2 separate regions of the Sus scrofa genome follow, and region 2 is linked to region 1. Evidence: chromatin contacts called from public Hi-C data. All regions are on one chromosome and are shown on one strand. Each heading gives the region's core, a stretch centred on a gene start, on an enhancer-like site or on the middle of the called end of the contact. The rest is flanking DNA. Distances are from core to core; before and after follow the strand shown. Region 1 holds the start of NAPA (NSF attachment protein alpha). Region 2 holds the start of BICRA (glioma tumor suppressor candidate region gene 1 protein).

Region 1 (2,700 bases), core at 53-2,552:
CTCATCCTGCTCGCACTGCCCGCCCAAACCTCACTCAAGGACCATTCAGCAGGCCTTCAGCCCCTTCTGGTTTTCTCATCTCTTCCCTTTTTTTTTTGGGGGGGGGGCTAATCCTGTGGCATAAGGAGGTTCCCAGTTTAGGAGTCTAATCGGAGCTACAGCTGCCGGCCAGTCACAGCCACACGCCAGATCTGTGCCGCATCTGCAACCTACACCACAGTTCACGGCAACGCCGAATCGTTAACCCACTGAGCAAGGCCAGGGATCGAACCCAAAACCTCAGGGTTCCTAGTCGAATTCGTCTCCACTGCGCCACAATGGGAACTCCTCTCATCTCTTCCTTTTATCCTCCCCAGTCCTAAACCGAGCCAGCTCCACTGATTTCCCCCCACGCCCACTTGGTCTCCAGTCTCCCAGCTCAGGCCTCATCAGCCTTCGCTCCATCACCCCAGGGAGGCCTCCGCCCAGATCTCACCCGGGTGTCAGATCCCCTGATACTAGTTCCCGGCAACCAGGACCACACTCAGCCCAGACACCTCACACACCTCAGACCTGGGCTCCTCACTCCCAGGATCACCTAAGCCCTGACCCTGAGTTCACACAAATCCACCACCTCAGGACTTGGAAAGGTGAGGCCCTAGAGCGGGAGAGCTCCTCAGTCCCAGGCCTCAAGACGCCGGTCTGAGATCCTTCAAATAAGTCCTCCTAGAGCTTCAAAAAGCTGCTTGACCTGGCTGCCCTCCCAGGCTCCCTCAATCTCCGCAGGCCAGGTTCCCCGCAAGGCCTCAGACCATTTCTTCACCCCAGCTGCTGCTCTGGCCCGTCTTCAGCCTGGGTCCCCTTGCCGCCTCCAGATGGTGTCACCCTGGCCTGGGTGTCCTCAGCCCAGGGTAATGCCATCTTCTCAGTCTCTCCTCAAACCATGATGCCACTGCCACACCCGGGGCCCCCTAGCCCTCAGCCTCGTCCCCTCTGCTGACTTAGACCATGTCACGTAATCCAGTGACGCCCTCCATCCTCGAGGCTCAAGCCCTTCGTCTCTACCGCCGCCTCAGCCCATGACTCCTGCGTCCTCTCAGCGTAGGTCCCGGCCGACTGCCCGGCGCAGTTCTTACCCAAAGAGGCCCGAGAAAAAGGACTGCGAGTTCTTCACTTTGCGCTCCGCCTCGGCCAGCAGCGCCATCGCTTCCGCTTCCTTCCCGGAGTTGTCCATGGCGGCGGCAAAGGTACTCAGCAAACCGCCGAACCCCAACCCTCGGAGGACTCAGCCGCGGCAGAGCCGCGGTACACAGGTCGGGGGAGCTTAGTGGGCTGCGTTGACGTCGCTCCGGCGCGCGCCTCCTGCGCCCCGGCACCACGTGCTCCGCGCTGGCCAACCAGCGGCCTCGTAGCGCGGCGCGCGCCCCGCGGGCCCCGCCCCCCGCCAGCTGCCTTACACCGCCCCGTGACTCTCAGTTTCCAATCGGCGACCTGGTGCTTGGACGCATGCGCAAGAGTCCGCGCACTGCGCTCGCCTCGCTTCCGGAAGCTCGGGGTGACGGCCCATGTGATTCAACGCCAGCCAATCGTAGTCCTCACCGCCAAGGACCCTTCCTCCTCCCCGCAAGCTCCTCCTCGAGGTGTTACCTGGCTGGATCCGCCTCCACCAATGAGCACCAGACCCTGGCTCCGCCTGTACCTTCCCCGGTGGAATTTATATCCCAGTCAGCTGACCGATGCCTCTCACGTGACAGCTCCTGGGCCGTGCGGGAAGTTACGACCAAACCACGCCTGGGTTTGACAGCTCCGTTGCGCAGTAGTTAGTCCCCGCCTCCGCTCCTTATCTCCTATTGTCCTTCACTTGTAAAGGCGTCTGTGGCGAGAAGGAAACTGGTCTTCTTGTTCTTGCGCCCTCTGTCGACCTATGCTGAAACTGGCTTGGGAAGGGCAGTGAAGAAAGCATACCTCACTTTATTTGTACTTTAATTACCCTTTGCAGATACTACGTTTTGGACGAGTTGAAGGTTGTGGGAACCCTGCCTTGAGCAGGAGTGTCTGCGCTGCGCTGCTTCCCAAACAGCATTAGCTCATTTCACGTCTCAGTGTCACGTTTGATAATTCTTGAACTACTTTAAATGTTTTCATTACTACATTTGTTAGGGCGGCCTGTGAAGAGTGATCTTTGATGTTACTACTACGACTGGCTAAAGGCTCAGATGACAGCAATAAGTACTTTTTTTTTTTTTTTTTTTTTTTTGTCTTCTTGCCATTTCTTGGGCCGCTCCCGTGGCATATGGAAGTTCCCAGGCTAGGGGTCCAGTCGGAGCTGTAGCCACCGGCCTACGCCAGAGCCACAGCAACGCGGGATCCGAGCCACGTCTGCAACCTACACCACAGCTCATGGCAACGCCAGATCCTTAACCCACTGAGCAAGGCCAGGGGTCGAACCCAAACCTCATGATTCCTAGTCGAATTCGTTAACCACTGAGCCACGATGGGAACTCTAGCAATAAGTACGTTTAATTGATATGTACTTTTTTTTTTTTTACACAATACTATGGCACACTAACAGACTCAGGGATAGTGTAAAGGTAACTTTTATATGCACAGGGAAACAAAAACTCCTGTGACTGGTGTTATTGTGGTGATCTGCAACTGCACCTGCAGTGTCTTTGAGATATGCCCATAACTGAGAGATAGAGGCAAAACTGAGAGCAGAGG
Region 2 (2,700 bases), core at 160-2,659, 64 kb after region 1:
TTCTTGGAAATGGAGGAGCGGAGAGGTGAAGTCATTTGCCCAAGGTCACACAGTAAACAAGTGGCAGGATGGGAACCAGGAGCTCCCGGGTTTGAGTCAGGGCCCTTTACCTCCGTGGTCTCGTAAATAACAGTAGTGCCGCCGAGAAACTAGGATCAGATCTAAAGCTTAAAAACACATAGCTCTCAATCACTTATTTATTCAACACACATGTATTGAGCAGCTTCGTGGGGTATGCGCCTAGCTTTTCAGGGAACCGGGGAAACTGAAGGTATTAAGCGACCAGAATATAAGCCGCCTCGGCCTGAGCGCTTGGGGAGGGTAGCTCGTAGCTATCTGGGTCCTCGTTGGGCTCCGAGCCCGGCGCAGGGCACACAGTAGGCGCTCAGCATGCGTTCGCCGAAGAAACGCGCCCATCTGAGTGTCACGCCCGCAAGGCGTTCTCGGCCCGGCGGGGCGGAAGCAGACCCAACACCACCGAGGCGTCCCGGGGCTTCTGGGAATCCCATCTGCGCGGCCCGAGAGACCTCGAGGAGAGGTTCTAAGAGAGGTCGGATCCGCTTCCCCGGCGCCCGCCTCCAGGCCGCGGCAGCTCAGAGAACCGACAGAGGTGAGTGAGCGAGCCGCGTTTGGGGTCCAGGCCTGTGTCCCCAAAGCACCGCCCCCGCTCCCCAGCCTTCCAGCTTTTTGGCTCCGACTCCCGGCTCCTTCGAGATTCCACCTGCGGGGCCTCCCTTCTCCATCCACGACTCCCGCTACCTTTTCGAACCTTCGGCGCTCCCCTTGGACGCGTTCTCCTACCCGGCGACCGTCCCCAGCGTCGGGGCGCGGCCGGGGCGCACGGAGCCCCCTCCCCAGCCGGGCCGGTCGCCCGGGATCCGGGAGTGCGAATCCGTTTAGCCTTCCCCCCTAGTCCAGAACATCGCTCGATGTAGTCGGGAGGCTCCAACGGAGCCTGGGAAGACGCGCCCCGAACCCCCGGGACTTGAGCGAGGGAGGGGGCGGTGCCGGTGCGGAGGTCACCCTCCCGGGGCGTCCGCAGCCTCCCATTCGCTGGCGGGCCCGCCGCTCCGCGCCCAGAGCGGTAGCTGGTTTGCCGAGTCGCGGGGCGGGGCCTCCTCCAAGCTCGTCCCCCGGCGAGGGCGGAGGGAGGAGGAGGAGGAGGAGGAGGAGAGGGGGGGCGGGACACAAAACCTGCAAGGTTTTTTTTTTTTCTTTTGCATTTAATTAAAAAAAAAATTTTTTTTTTTTTTTTTGCAAACCCGAGGGGTCCTGCCCGGAGCGGGCGCGGGTCCGGGGCGCCCGGGCCGCGGCGCGGGGCGGCGGCAGGGGCCTGGCGGAGGCTGCCGGGCGGCCGCCATGCGATCAGGCAGTGCGCTGACCGGCCCGGCCGGTCGGCCCCTTCTGGGTCCTCCCTTTGCAGCCCGTGCGGGGCCGTCTCGGAGACCCCGCGCCGACGGCTGCTCAAACATCAGGGTGAGTTTCTCACAATGTAGCAATTTCTCTTTAAATCTCTTAACTCTCTCTACCTGCGAGTCGGGGCTGTGACAGGGCGCAAAAGCGAGGGGGGAGTGGGGGTTGGCGGCGAGGGTGTGTGTGGGGGGAGCCGGAGCCGGGGCCGAACCCACCCCCCGACACTCACACACTCAGCCCCCCAACCGGGGCGCAGCGCCCGCTGCCTCTTTTTTTGCTCGGCGCCCACCACCCCCGGTAGCCCCCCCCCCGACTCCTCGCGTCTCTCCCACCATCACCGCCGCCCCGATCCTGCGGGGACCCCCACCCCCCACCCCGGGTTCCTCTGCCCAAACCCGGCGCCCGGTGCCTCCCCGGCCCTCCCGCCGGCTGCCGGGGATACAATGGAGCGGCGGAAAAACGAGACCTAACGTTCCACGGGGGGAGGGGCGGGGAGACCCCCCCTCCCCCGGCCCGGGGGCCTCCTCCCCTCGCCCTGCTCCTCGCCTTTCGGGAAAGAGGAGGGCAATGGGGCAGCGGATGGTGGCTTCCCTGTCGGAGCCGGCGAGCCTTCATCTCCCCCTCTCGCCCGTCCCCTGCGCCCCCTCCTCTCATCCCTCCTGGGGGTGCCGGGAAGAAACGGGGCCTCCGGCAGGCTGGGAAGGGATGGATGCGGAAGGAGGCCACTGGGTCTCCCCCTCCCCACCGCCCCTAAACAATGAAAGGAGTTGACTTGGTCCCCCACCCCCCAGCAGTGAAAGGAGTTGACCCCCCCCCCCGCTAGCTGGCTGGTCCCGGAGGGGGCCGTTGCGGGGGGTGGGGGGAGGAGGGAGTGGAGCCTTACCCCTGTCACCTCCCGAGATTTGGGGTGGCCCCCCATCTCCTCCCCCTCGGCCCGGGAATGGGAGGCACCAGGCCCAGCCCGGGCACCGCGCTCGGGTGGTGACCTTTAGACAAAGGCAACCCTTTCCCTGGGGTGAGCCCGGACGAGCCGGGCCCGAGGCCTCCCCGGGCCCCTGCGGAGGGCGGCCAGGCCGCGGGCACCCGGAGGGAAGGATGGAGGAGGAGGGAGGAGGGATGGAGCCATCTGGTTTTCCCATCCCTGGCCGCCCCTCGGCTGCTTCTCCGGCTCCTGTCACCCGGCGGCCTCGGGGAGACAAGGGACCAGGGGCTGCCCGGGCCTTGGTCCGCGGCCAGCGGCCACCCGGGCGAGGAGCCGCGGGAGGGCCCGGGAGGCAGCGGTGGCTG

Evidence for each region. Hi-C and Micro-C count contacts between places; a contact is called where the count stands out from the background.
Region 2: a contact with region 1 is called in a Hi-C map of liver, with 5 times the contacts expected there. The contact joins the promoter of BICRA here to the promoter of NAPA in region 1. A contact is called at or near these places in 3 of 5 promoter capture datasets (fetal liver and liver), 9 of 47 Hi-C or Micro-C datasets (alveolar macrophages, blood, heart right ventricle and 4 more) and 2 of 2 datasets of contacts at active chromatin or transcription factors (alveolar macrophages and skeletal muscle).

The regions. Positions count from the first base shown.
Region 1 is chr6:53,273,936-53,276,635 of Sscrofa11.1, forward strand. NAPA (NSF attachment protein alpha) reads right to left here and starts at 1,303. Exons shown (of 11, transcript NM_001244384.1): 1 at 1,116-1,303. The coding sequence starts at 1,213.
Region 2 is chr6:53,337,757-53,340,456 of Sscrofa11.1, forward strand. It overlaps BICRA (glioma tumor suppressor candidate region gene 1 protein), which reads left to right and starts at 1,410. Exons shown (of 17, transcript XM_021094645.1): 1 at 1,410-1,476.